Linked DNA regions of Mus musculus: all the other regions are linked to region 1. The links are chromatin contacts, called in public ChIA-PET, HiChIP or PLAC-seq, Micro-C and promoter capture Hi-C maps. All regions are on one chromosome and are shown on one strand. Each heading gives the region's core, a stretch centred on a gene start, on an enhancer-like site or on the middle of the called end of the contact. The rest is flanking DNA. Distances are from core to core; before and after follow the strand shown. Region 1 holds the start of Trim8 (tripartite motif-containing 8). Region 2 holds the start of Hps6 (HPS6, biogenesis of lysosomal organelles complex 2 subunit 3). Region 3 has its middle 26 kb from the start of Ina. Region 4 holds the start of Nt5c2 (5'-nucleotidase, cytosolic II). Region 5 holds the start of Ldb1 (LIM domain binding 1). Region 6 overlaps Nt5c2 (5'-nucleotidase, cytosolic II). Region 7 holds the start of Gbf1 (golgi-specific brefeldin A-resistance factor 1).

The links. Promoter capture Hi-C pulls out the DNA fragments that hold promoters and counts their contacts. A called contact is a pair of places that touch in the nucleus more often than the background predicts. ChIA-PET counts read pairs in DNA pulled down with a chosen protein or histone mark. HiChIP or PLAC-seq counts read pairs in DNA pulled down with a chosen protein or histone mark.
Region 2: a contact with region 1 is called in an RNA polymerase II ChIA-PET map of memory CD8 T cells, with 377 read pairs. The contact joins the promoter of Hps6 here to the promoter of Trim8 in region 1. A contact is called at or near these places in 4 of 115 datasets of contacts at active chromatin or transcription factors (bone marrow-derived macrophages, double positive thymocytes, extraembryonic endoderm stem cells and 1 more) and 1 of 9 other capture datasets (adipose tissue).
Region 3: an H3K4me3 HiChIP or PLAC-seq map of bone marrow-derived macrophages shows a contact between it and region 1, with 2.0 times the contacts expected there. The contact joins the enhancer-like site here to the promoter of Trim8 in region 1. A contact is called at or near these places in 2 of 39 promoter capture datasets (neutrophils and pre-B cells), 1 of 484 Hi-C or Micro-C datasets (muscle stem cells) and 7 of 115 datasets of contacts at active chromatin or transcription factors (bone marrow-derived macrophages, embryonic stem cells, extraembryonic endoderm stem cells and 3 more).
Region 4: a contact with region 1 is called in a promoter capture Hi-C map of pre-B cells, with 4 times the contacts expected there. The contact joins the promoter of Nt5c2 here to the promoter of Trim8 in region 1. A contact is called at or near these places in 4 of 39 promoter capture datasets (cranial neural crest, liver, neutrophils and 1 more), 3 of 484 Hi-C or Micro-C datasets (embryonic stem cells and muscle stem cells), 5 of 115 datasets of contacts at active chromatin or transcription factors (bone marrow-derived macrophages, embryonic stem cells, extraembryonic endoderm stem cells and 1 more) and 1 of 9 other capture datasets (liver).
Region 5: a Micro-C map of embryonic stem cells shows a contact between it and region 1, with 2.9 times the contacts expected there. The contact joins the promoter of Ldb1 here to the promoter of Trim8 in region 1. A contact is called at or near these places in 3 of 39 promoter capture datasets (embryonic stem cells, erythroid cells and pre-B cells), 11 of 484 Hi-C or Micro-C datasets (B cells, CD4 T cells, the G1E-ER4 cell line and 4 more), 16 of 115 datasets of contacts at active chromatin or transcription factors (the 230-238 cell line, the SCID.adh cell line, bone marrow-derived dendritic cells and 8 more) and 2 of 9 other capture datasets (adipose tissue and embryonic stem cells).
Region 6: a contact with region 1 is called in an H3K4me3 HiChIP or PLAC-seq map of bone marrow-derived macrophages, with 4 times the contacts expected there. The contact joins the enhancer-like site here to the promoter of Trim8 in region 1. A contact is called at or near these places in 2 of 115 datasets of contacts at active chromatin or transcription factors (bone marrow-derived macrophages and extraembryonic endoderm stem cells) and 1 of 9 other capture datasets (pancreatic islet).
Region 7: a contact with region 1 is called in an RNA polymerase II ChIA-PET map of memory CD8 T cells, with 83 read pairs. The contact joins the promoter of Gbf1 here to the promoter of Trim8 in region 1. A contact is called at or near these places in 4 of 484 Hi-C or Micro-C datasets (CD8 T cells, cerebral cortex, embryonic stem cells and 1 more) and 10 of 115 datasets of contacts at active chromatin or transcription factors (the SCID.adh cell line, bone marrow-derived dendritic cells, embryonic stem cells and 5 more).

The regions. Positions count from the first base shown.
Region 1 is chr19:46,499,967-46,503,056 of GRCm38.p6, reverse strand. It overlaps Trim8 (tripartite motif-containing 8), which reads right to left and starts at 1,409. Exons shown (of 6, transcript NM_053100.2): 1 at 44-1,409. The coding sequence starts at 613.
Region 2 is chr19:46,001,956-46,005,045 of GRCm38.p6, reverse strand. It overlaps Hps6 (HPS6, biogenesis of lysosomal organelles complex 2 subunit 3), which reads right to left and starts at 1,568. Exons shown (of 1, transcript NM_176785.3): 1 at 1-1,568. The coding sequence starts at 1,420. The region is part of intron 1 of 4930505N22Rik (RIKEN cDNA 4930505N22 gene); the gene reads right to left.
Region 3 is chr19:46,987,379-46,990,468 of GRCm38.p6, reverse strand. It overlaps a transcript of Nt5c2 not described here. Among named protein-coding and RNA genes, the nearest start is that of Ina, 26 kb to the left of the region's middle. Within about 2 kb of position 1,553, at least 127 of the 459 cell types and tissues checked have an H3K27ac peak or open chromatin away from gene starts, as enhancers often do. A contact at or near this core is called in bone marrow-derived macrophages, embryonic stem cells, extraembryonic endoderm stem cells and 4 more, where this site is marked.
Region 4 is chr19:46,960,852-46,963,941 of GRCm38.p6, reverse strand. It overlaps Nt5c2 (5'-nucleotidase, cytosolic II), which reads left to right and starts at 1,634. Exons shown (of 18, transcript NM_029810.5): 1 at 1,634-1,670.
Region 5 is chr19:46,043,804-46,046,893 of GRCm38.p6, reverse strand. It overlaps Ldb1 (LIM domain binding 1), which reads left to right and starts at 1,583. Exons shown (of 11, transcript NM_001113408.2): 1 at 1,583-2,064. The coding sequence starts at 2,040.
Region 6 is chr19:46,897,784-46,900,873 of GRCm38.p6, reverse strand. It overlaps Nt5c2 (5'-nucleotidase, cytosolic II), which reads left to right. Exons shown (of 18, transcript NM_029810.5): 6 at 1,980-2,071; 7 at 2,195-2,252. Among named protein-coding and RNA genes, the nearest start is that of Nt5c2, 63 kb to the left of the region's middle. Within about 2 kb of position 1,418, at least 108 of the 459 cell types and tissues checked have an H3K27ac peak or open chromatin away from gene starts, as enhancers often do. A contact at or near this core is called in bone marrow-derived macrophages, extraembryonic endoderm stem cells and pancreatic islet, where this site is marked.
Region 7 is chr19:46,150,928-46,154,017 of GRCm38.p6, reverse strand. It overlaps Gbf1 (golgi-specific brefeldin A-resistance factor 1), which reads right to left and starts at 1,460. Exons shown (of 40, transcript NM_178930.3): 1 at 1,226-1,460.

The DNA of each region.
Region 1 (3,090 bases), core at 160-2,659:
GTGTGTGCGTGTGCGTGTGTTCGCACGCGTTCAGTGTACTTGCCCGTATCTCATTCCTCCGTATCTCCACGTCACACACCGAGTGTCCCTGATGCGCGCCGCTGTAGTAGCAGCAGTACTGGCACACAGCCACCTGCTCGGCCTCGCAGTGGTACAGGCGGTAGGCGTTGTGCTGCGGGCAGCTCCAGGCCCGCACGTCGTCCGCCTCCACCAGGAGGTGCCCGCGGGCGGTGGAGGGCTGCTGCAGGTGCGTCTGCACGTGAGACTGGCAGCAGGGAGCCTCGCAGCGCAGGCAGACCTTCTGTGCCGGCAGCGGGGGGCCGCGGCGACAGAACACGCAGTGCAGTGCCGTCGGCGGCTTCTCCACGTGCAGGGCGTTGAACTTCTCCACGATGTTGGTGAGCTTCAGGTTCTTCTCCAGGCCCGGCTTCTGATTGTAGGCCTGGTTGCACTCCGGGCAGCGCACAAGGCCACTGTCCTTGGCCCAAGCCTCGCCGATGCAGCCCCGGCAGAAGTTATGTTTGCATGGCAGCTGCACCGGTTCCACGAAAACGTGCAGGCAGATGGGGCAGATGAGCTCCTCCTCAAAGCAGTTCTTCCAATTCTCCGCCATGGCGGCTGCGGGCAGGGGGCCCGGGTAGACCTCTCTAAGTCCCCAACCCTGGGGATCCGTCTGGTACAGCTGGGGACCCACCGAGCCCGGAGCTCCGGTCCCCGCCGGCCGCGCCAGTCGCTCAGTCACCAGCGCCTTCCGCGTGCCCGCCCCCCAGAGGAGGGAGCCTGGGTCCTCGCGCCGCGCGCGCCGCCGGCTGCGTCTCCTCCTCCTGGCGAGTGGCTAGCGGGAGGCGGCGGGCTGCGCCAGGGCCGCGGCCCGGGCACCAGCCCTGGAGGAGAGCGCTGTGGTCCAAATTCCATATAACAGGCCGCCTCCGGGGCAGCGCGGCTAGGGCAGCGGCGGCCCACGGCCTGCGCTCGGCCCCGCGGCTGACATCGGGGCGCGCCCCGCGGCGCACCGAGCGGGGGAGCCGCACTCTTCCTTTGGCGGCGACAGTGGCTACCTTCTGGCTGGTGCGAGCCGCGCCTTCCTCGCCTGGATCCCGGCCGAGGTCCGAGGGGGCACGGGAAGCTAGTTCGGCCGCGCCGAGGCTGGCTAGAGCCGGAGCCGGCGAGCAAGGCGCGCCAGCGGTCCCCGGGCCGTGGCGCAGGCGTCCCCCAGCTGGCCGGCCGGCTGCGGGTGGCAGGGCGCGGGCGGGCCGACTCCGGGGCGCTGCGTGCGCGCTGGGGCAGTCATTCAGATGAAATTCCAGTCCCCGGCCAGAGACACCAGCCCGCCTCTGCCTTCCTCCTCCCTTCACAAATAGAAACGGAAGGGGGAGGGAGAGAAGTGGAAAAAAAAAAAAAAAAAAAAAGGCAACCAGAGAGGGAGGGAGGGAGGGAGGGAGGGAGGGAGGGAGGGAGAAGCCCGGGAGGTGCTCCGGCCTGACCCCCTCGTCGCTACTTCTGCGCTCCCTGGAGGCCCCGCGCAGGGCGCCCCCGCCGCGGAGAGACCCCACTCCCTGTCCCCGCACTGGGCGGGCGCCTCGCCTGCGCTGAGGAAAACAAGGATTGATCAAACTAGAAAGGAATTTTTCTCAACTGCTAATGAACAGGAGGCTCGGCTCCCGGCCCTCCCCTCCCCCCGCCCGGCCCTCCCCCTTCGCCCCCCCACCCCACCCCTCCCCCCCACTTTCTTTTCTTCTCGGCCTCTGCTCCGGCCTGGAAGGCTCCGGGCTGCGGTCGGAGCCAGCCTGCGGCGGCGGCGGCGGGGCCAGGCCGAGCCAGCCGGGCCGGGTGCGTCCTCAGCGCCCAGCCATCTTGAGCTCCCAGCGGCCGCGGTGGGGACTGGGGGTCCGGGCGCGCGCTTGAGGGTCCTGTAGCTCGCTTTTCCACCCTCCCTTTGGTGGGATTTTTTTTTTCCTCCAAGGGGAGGGCTGGTGGTCTCCAACAAATTAGGAGAGAGAGAAGGAGAAAAATGCCAAGTCTTGATTTCTCTCTACCTCTGCTCCACCCATCCCGATCCTTTCCAAAAAAAAAAAAAAAATCTTTTAAAAAGATTAAAATTGGAAGAAGTCGGCAGAACGACGAGCGCCTGCTGCCCCCAGCGCTGCCCGGGAGACGCGTCCGGGGCGGGCCCGCGCCCGTCGCTCTGTCCGTGGGTCCGTTTGTCCTCCCGCAGCTTCTCAAGTGAGGGGAGGGCGGGCACTCCGGGCAGGGTCTCCGCTGCGGCTGTCGCTTCAGAGCTTTATCCTTAGATCAAAAAAAAAAAAAAAAAAAAAGAAAAAAAAAAGAAAGAAAAAAGAAAAAAAAAGGGGGGAGAGGAAGAAACCACCCCCCAGCCCGAACACTCATCACAGCCACCTTCAGCCATCTTGCGTGTATTATTTCAAGAATAATCTGTTTAATAGAAATAGCTGCGTCTCTGGCCCCCTTCTCCGCATCCTGGGGTCCCGCCCCCTTTTAATAATAATCTCGATAATAAAAATGATCAGCGGGCCGGGCAGTTAGAAGCTGCTTTTTTTCTGTCTCAGGTCTCTCCGCTTTCTTCCCTCTAAGAAGGGACACTAGGGGCTCACGCTGGGGTTGGGGGTGCGGCCCGCCGGTCCCCGCCACCAGCGCAGCGAGGAAGGGCCTCTCTCGCCTCTGCCTGGAGCAGCACGGGTGGGGGAGAGCCTCGGCCCGCGGGACCCACTGACGGGGCACACTGGGCACACTGTCTCCGGCCCCGGTTCGCAGCTGCCCCGCATACAATGGGTTCGAAGCAGAGTGAAGAGGGCAAGATGGGGGCGGGAGAAGGCAGGAGGATTGCGGCGCTCGGGGCTCCCGGATAAGGGCGATAGAAGAGGAGGGGGGAAGGGGTGTCCCTACATCAAGGCTGGTCCCGCTACTCGGAAAGGGGGCGGGGAGACGGGCGTTGGGGGGGGGAGGCGAGGAGAAAGCGGCAGGCGGCGCCTTTAATCAGCACCCGCTGGCTCAGCCCACCCGGTACGAGCGAAATAAACGGGGAGGGGGGAGGGGAGGGGCGTACTTTCCGGAAGTGCTGTTACAGATGCT
Region 2 (3,090 bases), core at 319-2,818, 500 kb after region 1:
CCACCAGCTGGGCCTTGAGCTGTTCTATACTACGATAATCCCGGAGCTCAGCCCTCAGGGTTGTCAGGAGTGTAGACGGGGGCAGGTGGCCCTGGAGGATGGAGGCCAGGGCCTGAGGTGCCCGAAACATGCTGTTGTGTCTCAGTTCTTCTGGGGTAAGCTGGGTACCTCGAAGGCTCCGACGCTGGTAGTACCCACAGGCCTCCTCAAACACCAGGTCCTTGTCTGAAGGCAGCTCAAGGCCTTGGGGAGTTTCCCAACACACACAAAAGAGACCCAAGGCTGAAAGCAATCGTAGGGCTCCTCGGGTCTCCAGCTCTTCCTCGTTCTTCATGCCCGGGGCTGGAGGCTCCAGCAAATGTACTCTGTCTGTACTGAGAACCTTTTTTTCCAACAGCCGCCCACTGCTCATGTCCAGTAGTTCCAAGGTGGAGCCCAGGACACAGGCTAAAGTGCCGTGAAATGTCCCCAGGGCTGCAGACCCTTTTAGGCTTACAGGGGCCTCCTGCAGGATTCCCACGGTTCGAGTACCACCATGGCACTGCACTAGGCTCACCTTCCCTTTCAAGTCAAGCAACAACAAGCCCTGCGAAGATGGGGCCCAAGTGTGTACAGCCAGTGGCTCCCTGGGGGACAGGAATCCAGGAAGGCCTCGCAGCAGGGTCCGGAAGTCCCAAGTGTCCCCTTGTTTGGGATTCAGGCTTTTACTGTGTGAAAGACCAAGAGATGGAGCAGCAACTATTACCTTCCCCTTGCTTGGGCTCCAGATGAGCAGAAGGTGGGCCACACCAGACCAAGTGTTGGTAGTAGGCACCAGGAAGAGGTCCTTGCGGGAGGCTATCAGTCCAAAAAGGGGGCAATGGTGTAGCAGGATGTGGGTGCAGCCTAGTTTGGTGCCAGCCTCCCCGCTGGTTTCCAGGGTCTTGAAGCACACACGGTGGCTGAAGGCCGTTGAAAGCTGCTCTGGTTGGTCCTTAACACCCGGCTGACGCTCCTCGCACCAAACTAGGCGGCCTCGGGTTGCGGCCACGGCCATCACGCGGGCTCCACCATCCGGACACAGCTCAGTGCTCTGAAGTAGCTTCCATCCAGGCTCCATCCCCACGCCCCAAACCTCTGCTAGGCCACTCTCCCATACCAAGATCAGCGCGGGTCGCGCCAGCCACGGCACGAAAAAGACGTCCAGCGGCGAGGGGTCGCCCTCCGGCCAGGCACGCTCCAGCGGCAGGCCGGGCCCACGCACAGCCACTAGAAGCTGTGGGGCGGGCGATCCGGGGGGTCTTAATAGCAGCAAGTGGCGGCCGTCAGGGCTGCAGCGGACTAGGACAGCTGGGTCCCCCGCCAACAACTCGCGGAGCCGGGCCGCGCCGGTGAAGTTGCTCAGATCCGAAAGCAGGCGCAGAGTTCCTGCACGCTTCATGACGCCTCTGCCGCAGGAGCTAGCCAAGGCCTGATCGCCCAGTGGGGCGAGGCCGGACTGCTAGTCCTGGTACCCGGGGGAGTGCAGGGCTGACACTTCCGTCCCTGGTGAATGAGGTGAGCCAAGCCCTGGACTGAACGTCGACTCCGCCCGGCCCCGCCCCGCCAGGCGAGGTCCGGGATTGCCCCAGGGCACGCCCCGCTAGCGCTGCGCGCCGGGGGCGGAGCTGCGGGAAGATGTCCGAGGGAGGAGCATCCGCAGCACCCAAGGGTCCCCGCTCTGGATTCAAGTTTCCTAGGCACCGTGAGAATGTCTCAAAACGTCTCCCTTCTTTCTGAACCTCGCTCTTTCACCTTATTTGTGGTTGAGTACTGACACCGTATCAGCCCTGACCAAATAGCAAATCTCAACCGCCTGGAAATTTAGTGGAAAAACTGTAAGGTTAACAACCCTCCGCTCACCAGGCTGGCCACAAATTCACAGAGATTCTCCTGTCTCTGCCTCCCAAGTGCCGTGATTAAAGTTCATCACTACCATCCCTGGTCTTTATACATATGTTTTAAATTTGAAGTCAGCATACAAAGTAATGAATTTCATGATCGCATCCCCTTCCTCCATATTCTTAGTCCTGTGTGCACCTGTGAAGGCTGGAGGTCAGCCTCAGTGTCTTTCCTCAGAAGCCAACCTTCTACACTGTTTTGAGAGAACTTCTTTCACTAGGACCTCTCACCCACTAGGTTGTGCTAGCCAGCCAATGAGCTCGGGAGATCCTCCTGCTTCAGTCTCCCACGCTGGGATTATAGACTCGAACCACAATACCAAGCATTGAGGATAGAATTAGCGTCTTAAGCTTTTGAGGTATGCACTTTATTGACCAAGCTATGGCTGGCATTTTTACACATATATATATTATTCTACTTTGTTCCTGTTCACTGCCTTCCTCATTAAAAATTTAAATTAAATTATATTGAATGTGTGTGTGTTTGTGTGTGTATCTATGTGTGTCTGTGTTTGTGTGCGTGCAATATTATGGGCATACGCCACAACACCCACTCAGAGGCCAGAGGACAACTTTCGGAGCTGGTTCTTGCCTTGTACCACGTGGTTCCTGTGGTGGTTTGACTAAGAATGGTCTCCCACAGACGCATATATCTGAATAGTTAGTCATCAGAGAGTGGCACTCTCTGAGAAGAACTGGGATTAGTTATGTGTGGCCTCCTTGGAGGAAGTGTGTCACTGGCAGTGAGCTTTGCGATTTCAACCCCCCATGCCAGGTCCAGGTTCCCGTCTGCCTGTGGATGGGACTGGAGCTCTTAGCTACTGCTTCACTGCCGTGTGCATCACCGTGCTCTCTGCCAATGATGATAATGGATTGATGCTCTGAAACTGCAAGCAAGCCCCTCATTAAATGGTTTCTTGTATAAGAGTTGTCCTGGGGCTGGCGAGATGGCTCAGTGGGTAAGAGCACCCGACTGCTCTTCCGAAGGTCTGAAGTTCAAATTCCAGCAACCACATGGTGGCTCACAACCATCTGTAACAAGATCTGACTCCCTCTTCTGGAGTGTCTGAAGACAGCTACAGTGTACTTACATATAATAAATAAATAAATCTTAAAAAAAAAAAAAAAGAGTTGCCCTGGTTGTGGTATTTCTTCACAGCAATAGAAGAGT
Region 3 (3,090 bases), core at 304-2,803, 490 kb before region 1:
ATGTATCTGTCTGGTGTGTCTGTGTGTTTGTGTGTGCATGCACGTGTGTTTTCATGTCTGTGAGTGTGGGCACCACACCTGCCCTGGCTCACATGTAGAGATCAGAAACAACTTTGGATGTTGGTCTTTGCATCCCATCTTGTTTGAAATAGGGTCTCTTGTTCTCTGGTGCAACCCTAGGGTAAGTGGCCCACAAGCGTCTGGGAATTCTTCTGTCTGTGTTGCTGTAGAAATGCTAGGATGATGCACTGTAGGGCATATGGGAGCTTGTTACCAGGCAGGCATGAGAAGTGGTCAGGCTGAGTGAGCGCAAGTCCCAGGGATCTCGGGATTGAGACCGGCAGGAGCGGAGCCGTTCCCTGCCGCCTCTACCTGCCCTGGAACAGAAACCACAACACCCCACTGAGGACCGTGGTGATCAGTCATGTGGCATAAAAAACCTCAAGTACTCCACACTAATGAGGTACCTAGATAAGCCCCTGAGGGTTCAGCCAATTAGCTTCCCTTCCTGTGCACTCCTTCCCGCAAAAGGTATTTGATCCCCGGTTCACCCTGAGTGAAGTGTATGCAATTAATATCCACCATCAAATAAACCAATATGACCAAGCAAGCTGCGGGGAAGGCCTTCATCTTAAAGAGCCTCGCCTAAACTCCCGAAGAAGTCCTTCTCTCTCTTCTTCCAGAGCTCACTTGTAATCAGACTGGTCCCGCCCTTCCTGGACTCTGTCTTCCCCTTCCTGTCCAGTGCATGGATGCCCCAAGGGGAAGCATGGACCATGGACCCTGTGCCCCGACTCCCAGCTGTATGCCAGTGGCGCCCAGGTACATAGGAGACTGGGAACCACGGCATAGGTCCCAGACCCCGCAGCAGACCACCATTCTGGGGACTTCGTTCTGCCTCCCCCGAGCTGCATGCCAGCTGTGCCCAGGCATCCCAGCGGCAAGGCAGGACGCAGTTCAGCAATGCACACTACTGCAATGGCTTCTGGGTATCTACCCACAAGGCCATCTCCCCATCCTGAAAGATGTTTTTAAAAAAAAAATACTTACGAATTTATTTCTTTAGTTTTCATTTCTTTAACATCTCTTTAATTCAATAGCCAAGGAGTGAGGCAGGCATTATTATTCTCATTGAACAAATAATTTATCACTGGGTCTCTAATTATCCCACCCTACCACCCAGTGACGAATACAATCTGCTTAGCTGGCTACTGGTTAATGTAACATAATGTAACACAATATAACACAATGTAACAACTGGTGAAGTGTAACACATGGAAGGAATGTGGGCCTTGGCTTTGGCTGACTTGGAGATCATATGGGTCAGCTACTTGAGTCCAGGAGGCCCCAGCAGTGACTATACATCACTTTAGCCACCTGTAAAGGCCCCTCCCGCCAATGAATGGCTGGTTGCCATCCAGGGCTATGCAGAGAAATGCTCGCCTCTCCCCTCTTTCTGCAGGAGCAGCCAAGCAGATCATGAACCTGAGAGCCCAGCGGTTGGTTCCAGCCTCTGGGTCAGGGGGCAAGGAGGCTGAAGGGAGGGGAGTGCCTGGGCACCCTGCCACAGCTGCACCTTTAGTTAATATTTATTCTTTCTTTCTTTTGCCCAGAGACTAGGGGAGCCCAATCACAGATAGTGAAGAAAACTCCAGGGCTAGGAGAAGCTGGTTCCTGTCAGGGGTGACTCAGGCAGACCTTTACAGCAGGCAGTGCCCCCACCTGGCTCTGTGCAGGTCTTTTGTGTGGTTGTTAGAGACCACACTACTTATCTGCTCAGCAGAGCAGTCTCCTAGGAGTGCAGGAGGGTGCGGCTGGGTAATGGGTACAGAACAGTTTTATCTTTCTGCACAATGACTTTCCCTGGGGGGGAGGGGGAGACCCCTGGGTCTCTTCAGGGCGTGGCACCCCTTTTCATTAAAACTGCCTTGTCTTTCTAAAACGCATTTTGTTAGTGTTTTCTTTCCCAGAGGGGACTTGTAAATTGAGCTCCTTATTCCTCAGCGCGATATAGAGCTGACCAGAATTTCTGCCAACTCATTGTTCTTCCTCTCTGTGAGCACGGCTTCTCAGCGCCGTGAACCACCATCTTCAGAGTCATTAACGACATGATTTCTGGACCCCAGAGCAGCTGAATTTAGAATGTAGCTCCTTAGCCCCAGAGCACAGCCACTGTTGGCCCCGCGAATCTGTGTTTGGATAGTTGTACTGACTCTCGTGGAGGCTGTAGCGTAAGGACCGTTTGTTCAAGCAAGACCACAGCATTTCCTGACCTGAGCGGTTGAGTTGTAGCCACTTTCCCTACTTGGGCCTTTTCTTCAACCCTCCGAAGACAGAACTTACCAGACACTTATTTTCTGATTCCTGAGGATCATTTATTTCAGATTCTTGGTTATTATATATTTTTAAAAGCAGGATGTCATTTTACAATCTGTCCTGATCTGTAATTGCCTGCATATCCCACCCATGACCTCAAACTCACACCAATCCCCCTGCTTCAGCTCCTTGCATGTAGAGACTATGTTGAACTACCAGACTTGAATCACTTCACCATTCCCGACCTGTGACGACATGACTGCCACTTCAGTCAGGCACACCCCGGATCTTGTCATGACACTGGGGCTCAGCAATGCCAGCCTTCTGGTTTCTGGCCAGAACGTCCTGTCTTTAGCCTGCTTACTTCCCCAATACCCAAGCCTGCTCCCAACTGCCTGCCTGCCTGCCTGCCTGCCTGCCTGCATCTCTCTTTGAAAATAAATGGCCTTGGGCTTCGGAGATGGCTCGGTTGGTAAAATGCTTGCACAGGATCTGAGTTCAATCCCCAGAACCTATGTAAAGATTTTTGGGTGTGATGGTGTGCCCTTGTAATCCCATCGTTGGAGTGGCAGAGACAGGAGGATCCCTGGGGCTGTCTAGTCAGGAAAAGGCTCAGTCTCCAAGGAGGCAGATGGCCTGATGATGAAACCCGAGATTGTCTTCCAGCTGCTACATGTGTGTGTGCGCGCGCGCGCGCACACACACACACACACACACACACACACACACATGCATGGTTTTTTAAAGGCAGTAATGGCTCCCTTTCTTCTTTTA
Region 4 (3,090 bases), core at 385-2,884, 460 kb before region 1:
GTCTTATTTGGTAGCCCTGGCTGGCCCAGAACTTGCTCTGTAGATCAGGCTGGCCCTGAATTCAGAGATCCACCTGCCTCTGCCTCCTGAGAGGAATTCAAGGTAAGCTTTAACCACTCCAGGCCTACCTACAAAACCAGGCTTTCTAGAAACATACTTGGCTTAAAGGTGGTATTAAGCTAACTGCAAACTGGCTTACATGCCATTTTTCCCATGTTGAAAAGCCTAATAGGTGAAAAGCCTAATAGGGGCTTATCCTCAGCTGACCTAGGCAGGGTGAAAGGCACAGGAGGGTAAGTAGAAGCTGTTAGCAGAGCCCTCCTGTTTTCAAAAACACCCTGTGGTTCAGGTTGACTGCAAGTGTAATGAGTCAGTAGTATGTCTGCCAAGAACTTTCTTCTCTTTTTCATTTTCTTCTCCTTCCTCCTCTTTCTTCCTTGTTCCCCCCCCCCCCCTCACCATTGCTTCCTCTCCCTTTTTTCTTTCTTTCATTATGTTGCTCAGGTTAACTTCAAATTCTGGGCTCACGTAATCCTCTTGCCTTAGTCCTAGCATCTCCAGAAGCTAGGACTCCCGGCAAGCTACCATACTTAGTGTTCACTGAGAACTTTACTGCACAAATGCAAGGCGCTGTTACAAAGTGGAAGCCATAGTCCTCCTTGATTATGATGGTACTACAAAACTTGGCTTAGTCTTGGATGATACCATCTAAAGGAAATCAAAATCAAATCAGCCAAATGCCTGAGAGAAAGACAAAGATCCTCAGAATTAGGACAGAGGAAAAACAATGGGAGGGATCAAATATCCCCAACTCGGGAAGATCTTGGGCAAAGTCCAAGGTCGAAGAACCAGTAGATCAGTTGCTTTTCCGAGGCTCCCAGGACTAGAATTTGGTCTTTGCGATGAATTCCAGAGCTGCCCAGACTAAGGAATGCAGTGTTCTGGACATAGTGGGTGGGCTGTCTTGTAGTGAAGTACGGTAACGGGTGTCAGTGTATTCAACTACTATTTATTGTTTGCTAGGATCCAGAACTAAGCCTGGAGTCTGTATTGTTTCATTCTATCAATAATATCTCGGATAAATCAACTGTGTGTAGTCAGGTTCCTTGGTTGGTTCCCTGGGTAAGTAGTGAAACTAGGATTTGAACTCATTCTGATAAACCCCAAAGCTGGTCCCTATGATTATCATGGAGTTGAGTTCAAGGTCTTCCAGGGAGACCCTCTGGTTCGTTTGTCTAGGAGTAAGCTGCTAGGAGTAAGGGACACACTCTTCCCACCTTAGGGAAAGCCTCTCGCAGAGTAGGCGTGGTCACCTAAGGTAGGGGCGGGGCAGCCAGGAGTGTGCTGAGGGGAGCAGGCAAAAAGCCAAGAGGTGGTTATTCCTAGGAAATGGATAGGTTGTTAACGTGCATCACCCTCGGAGTTTAGCAGCTCTGGGAGTTCTGTGGTGGGAAGTTCCCCGAGCCCTGTGAGGGGCCCTGAGACAGGACCGCCCGCCAGGGAGCATCGCCGCGGCCGGCTTCTGCGGCGGAGCCCGGGTAAGGAACAGAGCGCCGGTCCCTGGCCGGGCGCGAGCTGGGGGCGGTGCCGGGGCGGCGGGGGCGGGGAGGGCGCGCGCCGAGGCGGCTGCGGCAGTTGCGCGCTAGGATTGCTGCCGTGCGGTGCGGCCGGTGAGTGCGGCGGCACCCGCGGCGGGCGGGAGGGGGCTTGGAGCGGGCGGGCGGCGAGCGAGCAGGCTGGGGAGGATGCGCGGCCCAGCGCGCGACCCAGCGGCCCCCGCCGTCCGCCCGGCGTCCCTTTCCTCAGGGCTCCCTACCCCGGCCCAGATCTGCCCGCGCGCCCGCGGCCTCAGCGCCCCGGCGTGGCGCACGCCCCCGGCCCGGGCGCCCCCGGCCCGCCGCAGCCCCTTCCCCGCGCGGCGGCGACGCCCCCGGCCCACGTCATGCTCGCGCCATTGTTTCCCAGCGTCCGCTAGCTGGGACCCCGCCTTTCTCGCGGAGTGGGCGGGCAGGCGCCGCTCTCGGTTCCCCTGGTCTCTCTGGGCTGGCAGCCTGGCCTCAGTTCTCGTGAGGCGGGTGCGGGGCTCCCCTCATGGGCTGCGAGCCTGGCAGGGTTTGGATCTGCCCGCGGAATGGCCCACGAGCCAGTTTTGTGGTGCGCAGTACTTCCTGGAAAGCTCACATCAATTGCAAGTCTCGCCTAAAGACGTTTGGAGGCGGTTTGTCCCTCGCCTTTTTTTTTCTGGGGCCCCCGAAGCCCTGCAGGGCGAGATGCAGAAGTGGGGCCTGTTACAAGAACAGCGTTTTGAGCGGTTGGCTTTGCCTGGCCGCAGCCTTTAAAAGCATTAGATGAAGGTTTGTGTCGGATTTGTTTCACAGCCTCGGTAGTCGAGGGCTGTGCTCTAATAGAGCACTCTGAAATGACTAGTCACTCAACACGGTTGCGTGTTCCCCACCACTTCTCTGCGCCCCCCCCCCCCCCGCACATTGTTTCATAATGACCGTAGACCTATAATTTTTCTTAAGGGATGCAAATTCCTTTGGCCGTCATGTGTAGGGGGAGGATGTTAAAACGGTGCCATTTATCGTAGACGTAGTGAGTACAGAAAGACTTCAGGTCTTTCACATAGTCACCTTAGCATTTTCCATCAATGGCTAAGAATGTAAGAGAAGACATCAGGGCTTAGAGGTTCAGTTTAACAAACCAGCTGGTTAAAAATTGCAATAAAATCGTTGCGGGTGCTCGTAGTGGCAAGGTGGTTATGCTGGGCTGTTGATACAAGGATTGATGCTTCCCGGCTTGCTTCCGAAGAGCATTTCCATTACAATATGAACCTGTTTGTAGGCCTCGAACAGGCTCTGTACCCTAGTGGCCTCGAACTTGGGATCTTTCTCTTCCAGGTCCCTAACAGATATTAATAGGCTTGTTCCACCATGCCTGAGCTTGAAAAACTGGTTTAAGCTTCACTCTTACCAAAAAAATGAACAAAAAGCCAAATTCAGTACTATTGGTTGTTGCATTATTCTCAGCCAGCATTAATCTGTAAAATAAGATGCCCTTCAAGGTTCTGTCGTATGAAACAGTACAGTC
Region 5 (3,090 bases), core at 334-2,833, 460 kb after region 1:
TAGGTCCTTAGGTCCTCTCCACTCCCTCTAGTGCTGACCTCTGAAAGAAAGTGGAAAGGAGATGGACTCTGGCAGAGGATGCTGCCAAGGAAATGCTGGTGTGTGGATGTCTTTTTTTTTTTTTTTTTGTCAAGTCCTTCTATGCCCTTGGTGGGGACGGGGACGACGGCAGGCGGCGTAATCCCGAGGAGCTCCCCATATTCTAAACACTGGGGGAGGGGTATTCTCATTCCTAGGCACGCCCTCCTTTCAATCATCAGACTCTACTACCATGGTCTCTTGCTCCTTAGCCAAAAAACAAAAACAAAAAAAAACAAAAAAAACCCCTAAGGTTGGGATATGTGGTCTCATGGCACCTTAACCTCCACCTTTGTAACTCTCCCCTGGACAGTCAAGCCAGCTGTGCAAACTCCTAAATCGGGGTAGGGAAATCAAACACCTTTTTCAAACAATCCCCATTTTAGCAACAAAGGGAAGAGGGAAGCCAGTGTAACCAGTCTAGTTCAGATACCTTAGACAGGGAATACCAGCCCCCAGAATCTACCCAGGGAATACACCACGAAGCTTAAGAGAAGCTAAGGCTTGGGGGACACCCCCCCCCCGAACTCCTTCTAGCAGCTCCCCTCCTCCCTGCTAATAGGTATTTCCTGTTTATGAGGCAGCTAGGGCTGGGCTTTGGAGAAGGGATGGAAGAGTTCTTCCCTTCCATGGGTTGGGTTGAGGAGTCCTTGAGGACTGCCTGAAGGTTGGGAGGGTTCTCCCTTTGGAAGATAGACTGACTGTCCAGGATGCCCCACCCCCAACCCTCCCCGCGGCCTCTGCCCCTATGGGTAGGGGGCACTGAAGGAGTAGGTTTCCTGTTCTCCACCTCCAAAACAGGGAGCTGCTTCCAGGGGGCGGAGGATGGGGGTGGGTGGGTAGAAGGCTCCAGGGCTGGAAGAAGAAAGTGGGGGAAGGGAAGTGTCTTAACTGGTGCGTCAGAGCCTGCAAGAGGAAAGGATGGCTTTGGTAGTGCTCCCCCCCTTCCCAGCCTAATGGTCATACCACAGCCCTTGTGTCCCCTTGCAAAATGCGGACCTCAGGCCCTTAGGCGGGGGAGGGTGGGGTCCCTTCTTAATTAACCCTTTTAGCTCTAGTCCCAACTGGTTTAGCAGGCATGGTCTGGTTAATTTAGAAAGGGGATGAGTCTAGGGGTTGCTCTGAGAATTAGGAGAGTGCTCCTTTTCCCACCCAGCTTCGGGTGGAGCGCGCCACACAGGGTCTCCGCAAAGAGCACAGGCAGGGGTCAGCGCCCCATCCCTCCCGGGGGTGGAGAGAGGGTACACCTCACTACCCACCCAGGCTCCGCCTCCCCCAATCCCCGCTCCCGCTCAGCCACGCTCCCAACCCCGCGCACCCGGAGGACGGACGCCGAGCGTGAGGCTTCGCCTCCTCCCGCTCCCCGGCGCCCGCCCTCGCCGGGGTCTCTGCCTCCGTCTCGTTTTTTAAGAGCTGCGTCACACGCATGCCGTTCCCGGGAGCGCTCCCTGCCCCTCGCCGCGCGGCGCACGCACGTCGCCGCTCGCGCCGCGCTCGCCCGGGTCACTTTGACACGGCTCTCCCCTCCCACTACCAGGACAATTAGCATATTAATAAAGCCCGGCCCAGCCCGACTCTGGCCGGAGAGCCGGCGCTTGCGAGAGGGAGAGGACGCGCGAACGAACGGGAGCGAGCGCGAGGGCGGCGGCGGGGAGGGCGGCGGGAGCGCACAGACACGCACACGCACACGCGCACACACGGACACACACTCCGGGGACGCACACCCGCGCGTACACACGCAGAGGCAGCTCGCCTTCCTGCCTGGCTTCCTTCCTGTCTGCTCCGCGCCTGACAGGCCCCTCGCTGCAGGCAGGGGCGGCCCGCACCGGGCAGAGGCCGGGCCGGGCCGGCGGCGCGGGCATCGGGGGCCGCGGGCGGCGGCAGCGGCTCATGCCCGGCCTGTCCCTGCGAGGGGCGGGCATCGTGACTCGGCTGGGCCCCCAGCGGCGGGCGATGTGAAGATGTCAGTGGGCTGTGCCTGTCCTGGTGAGTGGGTCTCGAGGCCGCCTGGCCCCTCCCTCCCTTTCGGCCCCCTAACCCCTGGTTTGGAGAGGATTTGTATGTGGGGGGCATCGAAGGCATGGTGGGGGTCGGGGGCTGTATAGAGTTAGAGGGGCCTCGATCGGGGCCGGGTTTTCTCATCTGTATAAATACGCAGCAGCCCAGCGGCACGGGAAGGGGGTGCTAAGGATGGCTTGTAATTTTTTTTTGAGGGGGGGGAGGCTAACTGGGGAGGGATGGGGGGGGACTGAAATTCCCAGAATTCCAGGGTGTTAGCCAATCAGAAGTGACTTTGGACTTTTGACCCCCCCCTCAGGTCATCGTAGAGTTCTGATTGGCTGATTTGGGTTTCCCCCCCTTCCCTGCTGTTTATTGCCTCTTACATATTTTGTGACATTCCCCCCCTCGGGCTGTTTCTTAGGATGCTGTTTGGGGGAGGAGTTGATTGGAGCCCATCTTACCCCCCTTTAACTTTTCCTGTCTGTTGCCAGGGTAGGTTGGCCCTCCTGAGGGACAAAAAGCACTCCTAGGGGGTGTCAGATAATTGGGCCCTTGGGTCTGCTATCTCAGTCTTCGTGGGAGGGGGAGTGTAGCAGTTCCAGGTAGGCCGTGAAGTTAAGAGTGGTTTGCAGATTCGAGTTGGGGGAGCAATGCTTGACACCCCCCCCCCAGTGAAAACTTGAGGACTCAAATTCAAATCACAACCCTCTCTAACAGGTATCAGAGCTTGCCAGGGAACACCTGTGTCTGAGAGTGCCTTGAGATTTTTCTTGTACGGTCGGGGTATAAGGCCACAAGTGCTAGGAGGGAACAGTTGAGCCATGTGATGGGAGAGGTTAGTCTAAAGAGAATCCCAGAATATAGTCGGTCCCCTTCCTTATAACTCTGTGTCCTCAAACTGGCCTTCCTTCCAGGATGGAGGCAGCTTTCTCTAGAAAGTCAGTGGTCAGTGTCCTGGGTCTAGCCTGGCTGGATCTCTTGCCCCTCTGTATGTCCTGTATTCTGAGAAGC
Region 6 (3,090 bases), core at 169-2,668, 400 kb before region 1:
CTTGCTTCCACACAGTGCCCCACACACCCCACCATCAGCCATCTCAACACCTAGTTACCCCAGTAGAAACATGACTCTTAAAGCTTAATTATACAGTTAGATTTATATAACAAAAAGATCACAATTTACAAAAATGCCAATACAATAGTTTCAGGGCTAATTGATACTGATAAAACTTTAACTCAATTATTATAACCTTTCGATAACACCATTCTGGTTCTTCTCCCTCCTCCCTCTCTGTCTCCACAACTCTTAGCTCCTCCTCCCTTTTCCTGTCCAATCACAAGCCTGCCACTGCCCTAATATCCTGCAACATTTCACCCTTTCTGTTTAATTATAAAAAAAAAAAGACTCTCAAAATATAAATTGAACACAGCTATTATCATTTTGTAAATTATATGGTATAAGATAGACCTAATACTAAGTCCACATCAACCTGCTATACATAAAGTTTCAGTGTACCTTCTTTGGAAATACTTTTGGTAGTATTTCAAAAATAAGTCATTTGTGGGTAAACGTAGATTCATTTACGCTTAGTGCAAAAGGAAAAGATATTAGGGAGAGAATGAACATGGTGGGACATTTCAGTTTTTAAGGTGCAGTGGCAATGAGCTAAAAAGGAGGTCAACGTCCATCTACCTTTGTCACACCTTGTTAGCCTGGGGCTGCAGGTCACAAAACATGCCAGTGTTCCTTCCAATTCCAAGTAGACTGTTTTCTTCTGATATGTATGATGCATTGTCTTCCCCTGACCGGGAATGCGATGACTAACCTAGTTATCAGTCAGTCTGAGTTGTGATTGCCACAGCAGCTGCACCCGTGATTGTCTAAGCCAGCCTTCACTCACTGGCTGGAGGGAGGGCATGCTAGTGTTGCCCCCTTCTGCCAGAAAGCCAGAGAGATGGCTTTCTACTTAGTCTTGAATTGATTAGAAACTTTGTTTCATAAGGGTGATGAAAGGGGTTACTAACCAAGAAACTACTATGATTTTATGGTCGTGACTAGAGTCCATACCATTTGAAGTTAAGTAACTTAAGTAGGAATTTACCCAGCTTACACTGTGTATAAGCTTTATATTTGTTTTCTTTGTCTTTGTGGGGATGTATGTGCAGGTGTGTTCTCAGTCACTCTCCAGCTTATTTGAGATACTGTCCTTGCTTTTGCTTGAATGGTGAGCAGAGTTCCACTCGACCCTTCTTTCTTCCTTCCCCATGGCTAGGGTTACAGGCACACACTGCAGTGCTTGGCACTTACATGGGCATTGGGATTCTAAACAAAAGTTCCTCCTCGTGTCTGCATGGCAAGCACTTTACTGATAGGGGCTGGCCTTGCAAATTAAGTAGGTCAGGTCAGAAGTTGGCCCGCTTTCAGTAAAGAGGAACAGAGAAAAGCACAGCTCAGACGGTAAGGAAGGCTTGCTCTTTGTTCCACACTTCATCCAGGAGAGGAAGTGTCCACTTAGGTGTTGCAGCAGAGCCAGCACACCAGCACCGACAGGAATCCTTTCTGGGTTGTCCTTGCCTCTCTTTGCAGTCACTTCCTTCTGCTTTTAGACTTATTTTATCTTAAAATTTTATTTATTTGTTTTGAGACAAGGCTTCCCTGTGTCACCCTGGCTGGCCTGGCTGCCAGCGCTGGGATTCCAGGGTGAGCACCTGTTCATGCATTAGTCTCCTTAAACATTTGAAGCTCAGTAGTTCCCCTTCAGTCTTAAGAGTTCCCCACGGCCTTCTTGTAGAGGTTGGGTTGTGTGTTCTTAAGTTACCTCCCTAGCACAGGGAGAGCCCTGGGTGCTGTCTATGAAGAGAGCTGTTGAAGGGCTCACCCTGAGCCTGTTCACAGCTGCTCACATTTAATATATGAACTCTTGTCTTTCACATAGCCATCAACATATTTTAATAAAGCATTGAATAGTGATGATTTCCTACAGTTGTTAACTTTTTGTATATCAATTAATTTTTTTTTACATTTTCTTACAGACCAGAAACTAGAGAGCAGTATCCAAATAAATTTATCCAACGAGATGACACTGAACGGTTTTACATTCTGAACACACTATTCAATCTCCCAGGTAGACACCTCTGCTTACTCTGCACACTGCCCCTTTGTTCCAGGGCCATGTCTTCCAGGAAGCTGAGTAAATCAGCTTGATTATGGTACTTACAGCTTATTCATACCTTTTCTTCATTTTCAGAGACCTACCTGTTGGCCTGCCTCGTAGATTTTTTTACTAATTGTCCCAGATACACCAGGTATGTTTATATTACAATTTTCTTCATCCAGTTGATTTTTAAATTAATGTACAGGGTTTTAGAGAACTGGCCATTGTAGGTCTTTTCTGCTTTTCTAAAGTGAATTTAGTGCTAGTGAGAGATGCCACATTGCCAGCCTGAGAGATGGACAGCGCCAGCAGCTCCATGCAGGCTCTCACCTCCCACACGGCCCCTCTCCTTGCCAGTGTGCTGCAGCCATGTTTGGAAGGGACCACTTGTGACTGGGATTGAAGACGGCCAGCAGAGGTGCTAATTGTGACAACTGAGTGGGAGGTTTGTGTGATGCTTATCTGTCCAAGCAGAGTTGCACTGAAACCCCCGACTCATTTCACAGCAGCTGCCCAGGAGCCATCCCGGGATGCTCATGTAGCTTCATTCCCAGGCCCAGCAAGAGCTCACCAAGGAATAAAATAGTGTTTATTTTCTGTAAAGCAAAAATTTGCCTAAGTCTTCACAGGTTAGCCTTTCCTTCTGGGGAGCTGTGTGGCCATTGCTTGATGTGTAACAGCCTCTGTGTTAGAGTCTGCTAACTTCATATCTGAGGCCTTACCCACTTGAGGGCAGTTTGGTGGAAAGTGGAATCCAGATAGAACTGAACGGTGCCTTTGTACCTAGGGACAATGCAGGAAGGTCAGGGAGGGAGAGCCTAGCTTCTAAATGTCTGCGCAGTGAGGCCTGCTTCTAAAGTGAGGAACTTGGTATTATGGGACCTTGGCCTTTTAATTCCATCCTGTAAATTATCCTGTCTCATTGTGTTTGCACACAGTTATTATATTCCATATATCAATATTCTGGCCATTTTAATGCTCAAATGCAT
Region 7 (3,090 bases), core at 211-2,710, 350 kb after region 1:
TCACTACTGGGCCATAAACTACACTCTTTCGGGTTGTGCCCTACCATTCACTCTGTTTCCCTGACCCTACCACAAGGAGCAGAACAACTCTCCTAACTTGTCTCTTTGCTAAAGACAGTGTCTCACTTGGCCCAGGCTGGCCTCTAACTCAAGAAGTAGCTGAGGATAACCTTGAATGTCAGGGCTAACCCTCGTGTTTCCATCTCCCAAGTAGGGAATAATTACAGATGTGGACCAACATGCCCAGTTTATGAAGTGCTAGGGACTGAACTCAAGGACTCCATACATGCAAGGCAAACACTCAACCAGCTACGTCTCCCTCCAGCCCTTTTCATGATTTTTCACCTACTAAAAATAAATAGACCACCAGGACCAAGCCTTATCAGTATTCAAACCCCTCTTAACTCTCAATCAAATGTGTCACAAAAGAGTGGCTGCCTTGGGATCAAACCTCATATCCTTAAAAAGAAGGGAGTTACAGTGGGTAAATGCCTACCCATAACACACACCTAAAGAGTTTAAGGCAGAAGGAGGTGGATCTTTGTAAATCCAAGGCCAGCCTGGTCTACATAGTGAATTCCAGAAAAACCAGAGCTACACAGAAAGAACCTGACTCAAAAAGAAAGAAAGGTGTTTACATGCAGACCCCTGGTGACAGCTGAGCTATCCTGTAAAAGCAAGATCTTACAGGCCAGGTTCTCAGGCGGCTGCCTCCAGTCTTCTATGCCTTCTGACTACCTAATCCAAACTGAGCTGGCTCATCTTTCAGGATTAATGGGGCGCTTCAGTTGTGCTAGGACGCAGTCACCCCGAAGTGACAGATGTACAGAATCTGAAAAGATTCACTCTCTAAACCCTGAAACCATCCTTAATTTTGCTTTCAGATGTTGAGGACTTTAGGGTGCAGAAGGGTCTGAAAAAGAAGAGCTGCAGGCCAGATTATGCCTAGGGAAAACAAACAAACAAACAAACAAAAACAAAAACAGATTCTAGCATCCACCGAGTCACAGGTGGAGCTGAAACACCCCTCGGGGACAAGGGTCTGACCTTTGGCCCCTGCACACCTCCCAACTCCCTCTCACATCAGTCCTCTGGGTTTACTTCTTCCCACTAAGCCCATCGCCCAGGCCGCTTCGCCCAACCGAAGGACCCTTCCTCCTTATTCTTGATGGCAACGTCAGGAGGCCCTCACGACGCTGGAACTCTAAGAAGAGACTTCGCTGACCTGTCAGCGGATCCAAAATGGCGGGGCCTAGTCCCAGAACCGGCGGCAGCCGCAGCTCATGTCCAGCCTGGCCCCGGAGGCGTCTCCCGGCCGCTCTCCCGGCGCCGGCGGCGAGTGAGAGAAGGGAAGGATCCTGTCTTCTGGAAGGCAACCCTAACTTCAGGGTGAGACCTCACTGCAGGCTGGAGTAAGTGGGCCGGGACGCTCGGTGGTGCCGGCTACCTTCCCTGTCAGCTCACTGACGTGGTAACTAGCCTCAGTCTAGCCCGCTGCCTGGTAACTGCGAGAGTCCTGCCGCGCTCAGCCAATCAGAGCGTGGCACTCTGAAAAGTGGCATTCCGACTATCCAATCGAAGAAAGAAATTAGCTCTGGGAGGCGTGCAATGCCCAAAGAGACCAGATTACAAGGGAAAGAAGAGTAGGTAGGGGACAGCCAACGGATACGAGGATTCTCTGACTGACAGTTACAGAAGCCAATAAACAATGAAAAATTGTGCTGGGCGGTTGAAGAGGTGGGGTCAGATAGGGTTCGGTTGCAGTGCGCTGTTTAGCAGTGGCTGCTGGGCATCCTGGGCAGGAAGGCTATGATTTGCTGGAAAGGGGGCGGGGTCCGTTTTGAGAGCTTGAGCGGGCGACCCTACTCCCCCAACTTCATCCTACCAAAGTCACCTGGGCTTTACTACTTTAGGGATCGCTCTCTTTCCAGGCAGGTCTGGGGTTGAAACGCGTTCCTAAATCCGGCCCGTGCAATCTTGCCTACGCCCTCCTGTCTTCTGTGCCCCACTTGGGTATATGTGCCTGTCTCATCCTAACTCTGATTTTTGCATTTTCTACTCCATTCCTACCATCCAGAAATAGAGAAAATGGTAGCAGAAATCTTGGATACCTAATTAGAGTATCCTCATTTTCCAGACGTGGAAAGAGTTCTACCGAGGAAAGCTGGATCCATGCATAGCAGAGAAAAACATACACCTACCCCAGCCAATTCGGTGCGGAGAGTAAGGGGCATGGGGGTACTTAATACTTCTTTTTAAAAAGAAAGAATTTGTCTATTTTAAGATAATGCTCTTAGCCACTAAACCATCTCTCCAGCCTCCCTCAATACTTGGTATACCTTACTCCATAGGGCTATATGACTCTCAGTTCAGCCCTTCCTATTAAGCCTTGGACAAATCTTAATGAACGATTGGTGGAGGTGTATGAGGATCAAGTCTGAGGGCCTAATCTCACACCATTAGTCCACATCGTTAACAAAAAGAAGAAGAAGAAGAAGAAGAAGAAGAAGAAGAAGAAGAAGAAGAAGAAGAAGAAGAAGAAGAAGAAGAAGAAGAAGAAGAGGAAGAAGAGGAAGAAGAGGAAGAAGAAGAAGAAGAAGAAGAAGAAGAAGAAGAAGAAGAAGAAGAAGAAGAAGAAGAAGAAGAAGAAGAAGAAGAAGAAGATGATGATGATGATGATGATGATTTCCCATTTTCCTTCGAAATGCGGACAGGTGAGACTGGAAAGGAAGCTTAGCAGTTAAGTGTGCTTGCTGCTCTTCCAGAAGACCTGAGTTCAGTTCCCAGGATGTACATAGCACTATCTACTGTAACTCCAGCTCCAGAGGGATCCAACACTTTGGGCACATACTCACACAGAGACACGCGCGCTCTCGTGTGTGTGTGTGTGTGTGTGTGTGTGTGTGTGTGAGAGAGAGAGAGAGAGGGGGGGGGAGAGAGAGAGAGAGAGAGAGAGATCTTTCTGTAACCCTGGCTACTGACTGTCCTTGAAGCCCAGGCTGGCTTCAACCTCACAGAGATCTACCTGCCACTGCCTCCCAAATGCTGCACCACTATGCCAGGCACAGACACATACATTTCAAATAATAA